Linked DNA regions of Zea mays: region 1 is linked to region 2. Evidence: chromatin contacts called from public Hi-C data. All regions are on one chromosome and are shown on one strand. The core of a region is the stretch at or near the end of the contact, and the rest is flanking DNA. Distances in the headings are between cores, read along the strand shown.

What was found. A called contact is a pair of places that touch in the nucleus more often than the background predicts.
Region 1: a contact with region 2 is called in a Hi-C map of leaf, with 7 times the contacts expected there. The contact joins the promoter of LOC542765 here to the promoter of LOC103653690 in region 2. A contact is called at or near these places in 5 of 25 Hi-C or Micro-C datasets (bundle sheath, ear, endosperm and 2 more).

What each region holds. Positions count from the first base shown.
Region 1 is chr4:132,639,710-132,646,451 of Zm-B73-REFERENCE-NAM-5.0, reverse strand. LOC542765 (ras-like gene) reads right to left here and starts at 2,208. Exons shown (of 6, transcript NM_001112273.1): 1 at 2,102-2,208; 2 at 1,795-1,934; 3 at 746-828; 4 at 444-648; 5 at 286-354. The coding sequence starts at 2,147.
Region 2 is chr4:132,348,431-132,354,674 of Zm-B73-REFERENCE-NAM-5.0, reverse strand. LOC103653690 reads left to right here and starts at 3,213. Exons shown (of 4, transcript XM_020552603.3): 1 at 3,213-3,525; 2 at 4,058-4,286; 3 at 4,380-4,463; 4 at 5,808-6,244. The coding sequence starts at 4,106.

The DNA.
Region 1 (6,742 bases), core at 959-3,458, 290 kb before region 2:
TCTGTAGATTTATGCAGCTGAAAGTATTTGGGGGAATTGAAGTGCAAGAGTTTTTTTAGTTTTGTGCAAAAGTGTGGCTCAGTTCACAGTTCTGTTTTCTTTTGTTGATTTTTACAATTTCTAGGGGAAAGTTTGCAATAATCATGCAAACTGGTGCCACTATTTAAGACCAATCCCACATTAAATGAATTATTACTGTGTTATAAACTTGCAATCTCATTAATTACCAACACTTGGCACAACCTTGAACAAGCACCTGAAAAGAAGTACTAACTAAGAACTAACCTCATTTGATACATCAAATATGCCATCTTGGATTTTCTTGTATATTGTACCAGCGGTCTTAATGAATGCCTATATCAGAAAAAGATGTTAAAATGGTTAGAAAAGACACCAGTGGGCAATATAGTAGTAAACAGTTAGTAGGTCTAAAAAAAATTCACCTCCTCGACGTTTTGTGCAGTTTTAGCAGATGCCTCCATAAAAACCAGACCATGCTCCTTGGCAAACTGTTCGCCTTCCTCATAGCTGACAGCACGCCTATGAGAAAGGTCACATTTGTTTCCAATCAGCATCACTGTCATGTTAGCATTTGCATGTTGCCTGGCATCTTCTAGCCAACTTGCGAGATGATTGAAGGTCTCCCTCCTGAAGTTGGGTGACCCAAACGTAAGAATCATTAGTGATTGTAAATGCCAAAATAAGATGCATATAATATAACCAAACAAAACCATATAACTAGTACCTAGTGATATCATAAACCAAAAGGGCTCCAGCAGCTCCTCTGTAGTATGACCTAGTAATAGATCTGAATGATTCTTGGCCAGCCTGAAATTCAAGTCATAATCAATTGAGAATATAACGCTTCATGACATCACACTCAACAGAAGTAGTGGTGAATGTGTTGTGGTTGTAGTTCATTAAAACCATACTCCTAAGCAAAAAAATAAAAATAATAACATGAACATACTACATGATGAACAAACCAAACAATTATAAGGATGAACAGATTCTGAAACTCGAACTAATATGGGAAATGCTAATAAAAATGCTTTACATGTTACAGTACCCTGGTTACAAACTTACAAGTGTTAAATTCTTGAAAACGTGTAGCCAGACCATTGGAGCAATTACCGAAGATATCTTTGCAAACAGAAGTGTTGCAATTACACTAAGTTGAGATAAATATAGGTCCAATTGTCTAAGAGGAGATATTTTCTTACATCACTGTATAATTTCCTTAAGTTTGTATTGATAAGTATGAATGAAATCAGCAACATACTTGCAATTTAGAACGCACGAGACTGGTTCTTTTGGTACTGCCAGCAGTATTCCATACGAAAACATGGATTAATAACATATAATCAGACTAGACTAAAGCCTGTTAGCTTGTTGGAGTCTGGTGCTTTGTCACTACCTCGACATATGCTGGTTGATTTGATAGTTGGTGACCTAAGTTTGGGATTTTTTTTTGGTAAGCCAGCAGTATGACCGAGACATATATACGACCTTATGCAAGAGGATAACACAATTTTGCACAAAGTGGCTGGATGTTGCAGAACTGCCAGGGTCTGTGATTCAAAAATCTCTAGATTATCAAGCCAGTGCAGCAAAACGCAAGAGGAACATAAATGGCATCAGCAATTAAGGATCCCAAAAATGTTCGCGTTGTTTCTGAAACAATTCGAAATTCCTACAGCCATCGTTGCTTGAAACTGCTAACCTCGTACGCAACCTAAACAACACCATGAAGAGGGCAGGAAAAAACGAACGGAAGAGAGGAGCAGGACGGACCGTGTCCCAAATCTGGAGTTTGATGGGCTTGTTGTCGATGGTGATCATGCGGGCGCCAAATTCAACGCCGATGGTGAGATCGTGCACGGGCTGGAAGCGCTTATCCGTGAACTGCAGCAGCAGGCATGACTTCCCCACGCCTGCAACACAACCAACCAACCGATCGATCAATCGCCGCTCGTATGTACCAACACCGATGAGCAGATGACAGCAGATCCCCAGCCGCGTGGATCCAATCTCCCCCCGCGCGGGGCGGGGCGGCGGGGATCAGAGTGGCAGCGGATTCGGGAGCGAGGGGGCGACGGACCTGTGTCGCCGATGATGATGTACTTGAAGAGGTAGGCGTACGACATCCTCGATCAATAGTGTGAGGTCGGTTGGCCCCGGCGGCGAGTTCCGGAGGATTCGGCTCGATCCTGCTTCCTGCGTCGTTGGGGACTAGAGGGCTGGAGGATTTCCGGGTTGTCAAGGCCGAACGAGAACAGGGCAAGCAAAACGTAACTGACGCGACAGCTAATGGCAACGCGTCCCGTCCAGTGCTCCAAATCAGGATTCCTCGCTGGCTGGGCGGTGGGCTCTGGCCAAATGGCGCGCGGTTTTGCCTAACCGCTCTAGAAGTGGATCTTGAAAAAAAATAGAGTTTATATTGTACTCCCTTCGATTCAAAATATAATTTGTTTGACTTTTTTAACCCTAACTTTAACTATTTGTCTTATTCAAAAAATCATAAAACAAAAAAATTTAAGTTATATGTAAAGTATATTTGATAATAAACAAAACTACAACGGGTTTTAAGTTTTTTCACAATTTTTTGAATAAGACGAGTTGATCAAACTTGTGATAAAAAAGTCAGACGAATGAATAATAAATTGGGACGATGACATTGTTTATAAAATTAAAATTTAAAATAGAAAAGGTGCTGAGAATAGCCTAAAAATGTTGCGTGTATAGCACTATAACACTGAACACATAGACATTAAATATGTGAATGGACATCCGACCAACAATAGCACACACTTCTTGCTCTATCCGTACCAAAATATACTACTCTAGAATCTTTGTACCTTAAATTTAATTATTTATAGCTAAAAATCGATACATATAATATTAAATAGCTAATATTAAAGTAATTATAAAATATGTTTTTATAACAAATTAATTTGGAGCTATAGATATAAATACCATCAACTTCAAACTTAAACAAACATTGAAGAATAGCGTTTTGAGATTATGAAAGTTATCATAACTATCTTGCTACATCTTCTATATTTTAAAAGGTGGCTATTTCTTTCTAACATAATCTTCCTACGTTGTAGAATAATCACTATAAGACACAACATATAAGCTTATTTTAACATTGACCAGCAATTGTGTTCGTACATTATAAACATGATCCAATATATGTTGGAATTAGATTTTGGAGGTGTTTGTTTCGAATTATAATCTGTCCAAATTATATAAATAGATCAAAATTTGTTAGATTATATAACCTAATCAGATTATAATCTCAATCAAATACCCTATTTGTATCATCGCTATACACGAGTTATTTTAACTCGTATGAGCAAAATTTATAAGTCTAACTTACATGTAAGATGCGGAGGGCACAACCCAATAAGTCTTCGAATCAGGCTTCATATCGATCACCGCTTGACAAAAGCAATTCTAACTCGTATGAGCATGAATCATATAAGTTCGCATGAAAGAAACTCTTCATTGTTCGGTATTAAGGGATAGTGAAGCTAATAAATGGGGTAAGATTTTGATTTTTTATATTTAATATTATGTATACATATAGATATGGATATAATCAAATCTTGGCATTGTGCTAATTGGGAGCTCTCAAATTTAAATAAACACGCCCCCAATAACTTTAGCCGGCTTCAGCAATATCCACAAGTCCCGATCAATAATCTCTCTTAAAAACTAGACAATTTAATTACTAAATTAACATTGTGTTTATGATGCCGAGTATATGCATGTATAGTCTATTCTCTAATAAGATAACTATCATAGTAATCACGATTCAAATTAACAAGGAAAATAAGATTTTTTTTTTGCTATAGTAGCGTACCAGTGACACCAGAGTTGTTTTCGCTAGTCGACGTAGGGTTCGTTGATGTAGTCATCCCACTCGTCACAGTGCACAAACATAGCAGTGCTAATGACTACCACCAGAGATTGGTTGTCGAGAAGTAACAGAAAAAGAATGGATTTCAGGATATTGCAGAAAAAGAGAGTAACGCTCTTCACTGGAGCAAATGAACGCTTATATGATTTGGTTTCAGAGGCCACATATTTCTATTACTATGCGCGCAGATAGGGAGAATTCTGGTTGCAGTGGATGTAATGGAAGTTTGTGCAAGTGAGCAGAATGGATTTCAGGATGAATCATGTCTAGTAGAAGCAAAATCGGTTAGACAGTAGAATTAGCCGCTATTGCTAATAAACTGAAGCTAGCCGGCAGGTGTTTGTTTTTGTTGGCTTTGCATCCTGACTTCACCCTCTGTCATGGACCTTCGGTCCATGGGGATAGCTGTCTTCTCCGGTGAGGTTATACCCCTCTGCCGCAGGCTTGGTTCTAGGGTAGCAGCCCTAGTCGCTTGAGAGGGTCATTGCAAGAGAGAGAGATTGGTTTGATAATGATATTGCTTGATTTATTCCCTGTTGTCATGCGACTTATAAATAGCCCTATGGCTAACCAATTTCTCCTACAAACTCTCAACTAACTCCTACTTTCTTGGACTTATCTGATGCTAACCAACTCTCCACAATTCTCTCATCTCAATCTTATTCTCTAGCCTTATCCCAGCTCATCTCAATCTTATTCTCTAGCCTTATCCCAGCCTGGCTGTTGCCTCTCGCTCCCTATGATGCCCATGACATCTCCCCCTCCCTTGAGGACCAGCTCGTCCTCGAGCTGCCATAGACTTACCTGACACGACTTAAGGTTAAGCCTTTTACATCTCGGCTTACCTTTATTATTTAAGATGAAAATGCAAAATAATTGTGGAACTAAAATATAAATTTGAACTGCAGCTATGTCCTCCTGGATCCCAAGGAAAGAGCTGAACTGCGGACTTCACGTTGGATGAAAGGTGAAGGAGGAACCAGCCCGTTCTTATGTTGGGTCTGTCCAGCACCAAGGCAGTTGCCCGAATGAAGGAGACGACCCTCTTTGGCCGTGCAGGGGGCTGCATACCCAGATCTCGACTTCTGCAGGGGGTTCAAAAAGTATAGACGAGACCTGGTGGTTGGGTGCGCAGGCTGCGAGTTGGTGCAGCGATGAGCTGATCAGCAAGTGCAGCTTCCGCACTGCCCGCCTAACAAGGAAGCCGCGCACTGCGGCTTGCAGGCGCACCACGGCCTGCTCATGTGATGACGGCCATGGGGTGGCCCTGGAGGCCACAGCAAGGTGCTTCTCCCCACGAAGGGACTGTACCTGGCGGCGTGCCAGGAACCCTCGCGCTGTCGCCTGAAGCCGCACCGCTGCTTGGAGTTCTTTCTCTGTCTTCTCCTTGTAGCGGTGGAACATCACAACGAATTGATCCCACTTCTCTTCGAGCCGAGCGAATGCATCTGTCATGGACCTTCGGTCCATGGGGATAGTTGTCTTCTCCGGCGAGGTTATACCCCTCTGCCGCAGGCTTGGTTCTAGGGTAGCAGCCCTAGTCGCTTGAGAGGGCGGGTGGGAGGGCGTTGCGGCGGCAGATGGCGCGACGGCTGGTGGTGGTGAGGGATGGGCGGCTGGTGGTGGTGAGGATAACCTGGAGCTGATACCAGGTGTCATGGACCTTCGGTCCATGGGGATAGCTGTCTTCTCCGGCGAGGTTATACCCCTCTGCCGCAGGCTTGGTTCTAGGGTAGCAGCCCTAGGCGCTTGAGAGGGTCATTGCAAGAGAGAGAGATTGGTTTGATAATGATCTTGCTTGATTTATTCCCTGTTGCCATGCGACTTATAAATAGCCCTATGGCTAACCAATTTCTCCTACAAACTCTCAACTAACTCCTACTTTCTTGGACTTATCTGATGCTAACCAACTCTCCACAATTCTCTCATCTCAATCTTATTCTCTAGCCTTATCCCAGCCTGGCTGTTGCCTCTCGCTCCCTATGATGCCCATGACACCCCCATTCAATGCTCTGTGAATGACACCCTTGCTTTTGTTGCTATCTTCCTGTCTAGCTCTTTACTTGGAATAGTCTGTCTGACGTATCAACACTAAACATGGTTTAACAAGTATAACATAATAATGATGTTTTTGTGGATTTCATTCTTAATCTTAACCCCAATCAACTTATCACATTTGGATAGAATTTAAATGATACTGCGCAGTACTGATTATGTAAATGGAAAATATGCTATGAATTTTAATATGCTAATAGAAAATACGCTCCCCAAAAATGTTACTTTCCTACTGGGGTTCACACTTCTTTTTTTCTTGTCTTTCTTGAGTTTTATTAGGTAACGAAGGAAATGGAAATATGCTGTGAATTTTAATATGTTCTCTATATGCATTTGGTTTCATCTTGCTTCTTCTAACAATGTTCTATTCTTTGTGGTCCTGTTGCAAGTTACAATTGATATTTAACTGTCAGTAAGCTAATGTTGACTTACAAATTACAGGACCTTGGCTATCGAGCTGATAGTCTACTTTCACGATCATTATTGTTAGACTCTTGTTTAGGGCTAGGATTAGGGTTATCCTGTAATTACCTAATTACACCTATTGTAATGGGTTTGGTCCACCTAATTATTCTATATAATATATTATCAACTCTGGTTTAGGGTTGAAGTTTCACTCATTCCAACTATAGATGGCCAACAGGCCGACCCGGCACGGGCCCGGGCAAGCACGGCCCAACAGCAAACAGGCCGGCACGGGTCTACGTGCTTAACGGGCCGTGCCTGAAGAGCCCACGTGCTTGGACGTTGGCCCAGGCACGG
Region 2 (6,244 bases), core at 1,964-4,463:
ACTTATCTTTATGAAGTCCCTGGCACTTAGACAAACATGGTTAGCACACAAATCAATTGACTAAGTGTACAGAGCATACATTGTTGCTTGATCCATATAGATTTGCACTAAGTCTTCTTCTGAGCTCAATTTGCTTCATATAGCTTTGCTCAACATCATGTTAGTTCAAACATAATGTGTTGTGCATCTAATCACCAAAACAATATGGAAATGGCCCAAGGGCACATTTCTCTTTTAGTTTCATCTTATAGGTTGTTGATCAAGAAGAAATATAAAAAAGAAAAATCACAAAAAATTGTCAAAAAGAATAAAAAACAACAGTTAGACATAGGCAGCCGGAGGGGCACCATTAAAGTGTGGTTTGTGATATTTTTGCCCTGGTCCTTGTTTGTTACTATCCCTTCATATTTGTTATCTTAATTGATCCCTCATACAATTATACTAATATTATATTGAGGTCATTAATTAGGACAAAGTCACAGTTAATCACCATGACTAGTCATGGTTAATCTTGATTAGTCCTAACTAGATTGATTTATTGGTGACATGGTGTCTAGGCTCAATTAGACTATTTAACGACATTGTGTTAGTAGATGGCGATGTCATTTCTCTATCTCACCATTGAAACAAGGACTAAAAGCTATCTCACCCCATTTTTATTCTAGCTCCTAAGATCAGTCTGAATATAAATTTCAATAAGATTTTTAGCATTTAATAAGCTATTACATAAATACTTTTGATGATGTAACTATGTTTTTTTAATAAAGAGAAGAAGAAGTACATTTAATAGGGATTAAACTATTTTGGGATGACTATTAACTTTTTATAAGTCATAAAATGAAATATCCATAAAATTATAGAATATTTTCTATTAAAAATAGATTCTTTATCTATACTTTAAATATAGATAAAAATCAACCGAACTGTTTGTGTTTATTGTGCTTTTCCCGTCATCCTACCATGGTTCACCAAACTGGTTAAACTTCAAAAATCGGCCATCACTGCTAACCGGTTTACCATGATTAATCAATGAAAACCAGTACAAACATGCCAAATTAGAATCTAAACCAAATTTGAAATTTGCTCAATTTATAGTCGATAAATCGACCAATTCAATCGATTAATCGGTCCCTAAATCGATAAACTGGTTGTAGACAAAGGGAAATTGACCCCTTTTGTCAAATAAAGTCCATTATGATTACAAAAATTCAACAAAAATGGTCCATATCTTATCACAAGTCCAATCACAATATTTAGAAGTGCAAATACATTAATGCCACAATTTCATAGTTCATGAATAGCATCAAAGATACAATACACCCTCCGGTGAACATCATGCCCACGGGTAAGCATTCCATTGATCATATGTCACATTATACCCTTCCGATGAGAATAATATAATACCTTGCTCACACATCAACATTCCTTTGTACTCCGTCCAAGTCTGTCTGGTCCACGCAGAAGTCGTACTCCATGAGTCCATTAATATTTAGTACTCAGGCTCCTCCCATTGATACACCCACCTCATGGGTTACTGAGTCACTTCACCAATTGGATAATTGATATAGGGAAGAAGGGGTGAAGATGAACCTTGTCTATCACTACCAGACTCGGGGGTCCAATAGGCTTACCAATGAAATGGACGTCATTCCTTACTGCCTTCGAAAACGAGGCCTTATCAATCCTTGGTCGGACCATGCGTGGTTTCTCCTTCCTAAAAGGTGTTCTTCCAAACATGCCATGAACACCCCCATGGGAGGAGCCATCACCCTCTCATACGTGCCACTACTCGCGCAAGCATGCCTCCTAAGTTCCTCCTCATCTCTTAAAGCATGTAATGCGACCTGCAACTCAACATCGTCATCATTGAGGTGAACCCGCCAATGCTAACTTTCATACCTCCTCCAGTATTCTTGCTTTCCCTTCTATATTGTCCCTTGTCAAGCTCCCGTCGAAAGTAATTGCAAACGTCCGACGGAACGTTGCGACAACCTTGCACATTTCGTCCACGTGATGTAAGGTATTGTCTAAAACGAGTAGCACCGCCCTCCTTCCATTGTTCCTTACAATACTTGCACTTGAATACAAGATATGTTATTCCAATGCTCCTAAACTGGATCGATCCGATCCAGCATCCCTGAAAATATCAGTAATATGAGCTATTATTGCAAGCACTGTTGGTCATTATTGCAAATAGCAGTAAGTAACCGTGATAATTTATAAGATTTGAAGTGAAAAAGGGGAAATCCCCAAACCTTAACTACTACACCGGCCAGCTTATCAGCTACTGGGGGAGTAATTAATTGGCTTCAAGGAGTGGCTAATCGACGCAAACACACGATTAGCCGACTTAAACCGGCGGATGGGCTTAGCGGGAACCAACTGTGACAACTAATGGCTAGCTAGGGATACCAGATGATTGGGAGAACAGAGCGATTTACCAGTAGACGGGGGGGGGCTTACCCGTGCGGCAGAGCAGCGGACGATCTGAGTGGTTTCGTGGTCGTAGCCATCGGCTAGCTAGCACGTCGTTGTAGAACGAGCGACTCTAATGGTGGATAGGGCGCTTGCGTGGCACACACAGAGAGCAGGAGGACGAAAGGAAGTGAGTGGATGCGTTGACTAGATAAGGCTGAGTCCAACAGCTCGCCCTGCTCGCGTAAAGCGTCGCAGATACGCGTTTTAGAGGGTTGCGAAGCACTGTAGATCCATCTAGCGGATCACGAACGGATCACGAACGCGGCCATGAAAAAGGACGTTGCCTCTCTCTTCCCTACATCTGCATACCCTCTCTAATCTCCCCTTGTTTTTCGCGAGCTACTGGACGTGCTTTTCTTCTCGCAACACGCAATCGCCTCTGGCACACCCGTGTTCTCGCTCACGAGCGGCTAGCCTCATCATAATAGGGTAATATATTTGCTTATTGGACCATAGAATAGATCAGGCTAAATAGTGTTTTTTTCTTTTTTTCCCTTTTTTCTAACTTCTTTGATTTTTAGTTTGAATTCAGTTATGTGTTTTTAAATTAATTTTAATGGAAAGTCATTAAATAATCTATATTATTTATAAGAAAATTGGCATCAAAAGTTTAGAAATCTCCAAAATTTAAACTCGTAAATCAGCGATACAACGTTACCAGCCGGCCTTGATAATCGATTAACCGGTTAGCCGAATTGATCCATGATTTGGTGAACTAGCGTCCCACTCGGCAAAGGGGAGAAAAAAAGGAACTTAGAAAAAAAATAACATAAAAATAAAAGAAAAGGTAAAGTAAAGAAGAAAGGGGCAAAATGGGAAACCATCAAGTTCCACAAAATCACATCTGCTTCGACTCCACCGCCGCCTCCTTCCTTCTTTCCTCGCCGCCACCCGCGCCGTGAGAGCACCGAGCCGTCCGCGATCACGCTGCGCTCTCCTACAGGCAACGGAGCCGGAGCCGGAGCCCCAGTTGCAGCTGGCTCCGCTGAATTCGGGGCTCGCCGAATACCGCCTCCAGTCGTCTGCGTCCGGGTGCAACTGAATCCGGTACCACCCTGTGCCGCTTGGCATGACACTCCGAGAGGAGGGTTGAGGGACTCAACAGGTCCGAAAATTTAGAGACGAGTGTCGGTGATTATGAATGCATCTTTAGTCGATCGATTCCCTTGAAAAAGGAAAAGGCCTAGGTTGATTCCTTTATCAGAGTCTATACTTTACTTGCTGTCATGGGTGTTGACATTGGGTAATGAGCCTGAATGGGACCCGAAATCACTATTAACCTCAATGGGGCACCTAAATCCGCAGACCCTTGGGGAGGCTGTCTTGAAGGTTTATGAAACGTTGCTGTGACCTTTCCCATTTCTTGGACGTACGGTTGGAGAAATTGATAGATTGCCATGTTTTTAGCTTTCATGGTTCTTCTTCCACAGCGAGATGAATCTACATTCTTCCTGCGCATTCGTTAACGCCATATGATTTAGTTTCCTTCACTTCAGAATCTTATTAGGTCCTTATGGTTATTATAGTAGAAGCTATTTTTTTCCTCCACCAATATGGTTGTTGTGGTGCATTTATGCAGGTTAAGGTACCGTCTTTGTAGACTTGGCTGGAGAAATTGGTTGTTTCTATGATGAAGACTAAGACGAGTAGGAGCTTACAGAAGTCTGGGAGAGGTAATCAGGTCCAAGGAGAAGGGCCAAACTGGGTTCTTGTTGCTGGGGGTTTTTTGCTTAGCGCGCTTTCAGTCAAGATTGGGTGCAAACTAAAGCAGTGGTTCAATGGGAAGCAGCAAAATAATACTTCCAAAGGTATTATGTCATATCATGCCCCTATCTGCAGTTGCAATCTTGACTTGTCTCTGCATTATTTGTATGCTTGCTGCTTACTGTGCAAAATTGCAGCTAAAAGAAGACCTGAAGCATGCGAGCTGCACTCAGACCTCTACCGGTTCAGTGACCAAACTGGCTGTTGCTACTCTGTTTCAGGTGCTTTATCTGTAACTTTTGTTCTGTTCATATGTCACTGAATTTAGTGCTAGAATACATATCTAGCATGTTTGGGGGCTAACCTGCACTATTGGTTGTTTCTTGCTTCTTGGTGGACCTTTTAATCTGTAGGGCTTGGAATGTTTTTTAGCATGTTTTTAAAATACATACAATTTTAAAATACATGTTTTTAGACCTGTGCTATGTATTTGGCTGTGTGTTGAATGTATACAAAAAGCTCTTAGTTGCTGTCCTCTAACCTTGAATTTATTTGACGGATTTTTTATAGTTTGTTTCATTAATGTGATAGGGGGGCCTATGTAGCAAAGATATGGATATACAGATACATTTTAGTTTATATTTTTTAAAAATAATAATGAATTAATGATGATATGGTCCAACAATGGTACCCTGATGTTGATGGAGCTTTGAGAAGCTGCAATGGCAGTACCTGTTGCTGCCATTTCTGGATTAGAAAAGTTAAGCAAACGGATACTAGATCTGAAAGAGAAAGAAATAAATCCTAGCAAAATTGACTATGGGAGAAAAAGGGAATACAGGAGAGGGAACAGATTCGTTGCTAGTCACTGTTACTATGCGGCCTATGCACCCTGATGAGCTACTGGGGCCGTTGCGCAGCACTGTGTCATGTGGGCGGGCATACAGGCCCGTGTATCGCTGGCTCGCTGCTACCTCACTGCTGCCTTGCTGCCATCAGGTTCGAGGTTGTGGCCTCATGGAATTGTGTGTGTGTGCCATCTGCCAAATGCATGTTGCGGTGTGGTGAACTGGAGGTTATGGCAAGGCAGGGGATGTGTGCAAGAGGAATGAAGTGTGCTGGATAGTATTTGAAGCAGGCCAACACATATGTGTCTCTTCTTTTATATGTAGCTGCTGTGTATATGTACTGATACCGTGATACGTTACGGAATATGTACCTCGTCTGCTGTCTGCACGTTATGGGAGTGGGGGGGGGGGGGGGGGTTGTGGGTGGGAGGTCTTACTATTTTTTAGGGAGGGGGGCTTAGCCACTTGGCCAATTGCATTTTAGGTCTCCGGTGTTTGCATGCATAAGAGTGAAGAGTCATACATATCCACAAAATAATAGTCTGACTTAATGATTATGACATTTACCAAATTTCCATCTTTGGATATGAGTTTAGCATTTAGAGGCACTGATAGTTCCATTGTTTCTGGCTGTTGCTTTCACTGTGCTGATTGAACTGAATTAATAAATGTAGTTCTTGGGTTGGATTTCACACTAGTTTGTTATCGTTTCTTTTGTTGGTGGCATGAAAGTTCTTCCCAAAACTTGTTATTACTAATTCCTGTTACCATGTGCAGGGCTTGCAGATAGTGGAGTGGAAGTCAAGCAAGCACCAGCAAGTCCTGTACCCAAATCAGTTGAATCCTCACTTCCACTTGTCAAGATACCGACACCAGAATCAAGCAAAGAAAACAGTGGCGTTATGTGGATATCCTCACCTGATCGGCTTGAAGATCCTCGAAGGCCATTTCAGTACTCGAACAGCTCTGGCTCTCCCTGCGTTTCAGAATCAGGGTCTGACATTTATAGCAAAAGAGAGGTCATACAGAAGCTAAGACAGCACCTCAAGAAACGTGATGAGATGATCATGGAGATGCAAACTCAGATTGCTGATCTTAAGAACTCTATTAACATTCAAGTGACACAGTCCACAAACCTGCAGTCTCAATTGGATGTTGCCAATCGTGATCTGTTTGAATCCGAACGAGAGATTCAGCATCTGAGGAAGATCATT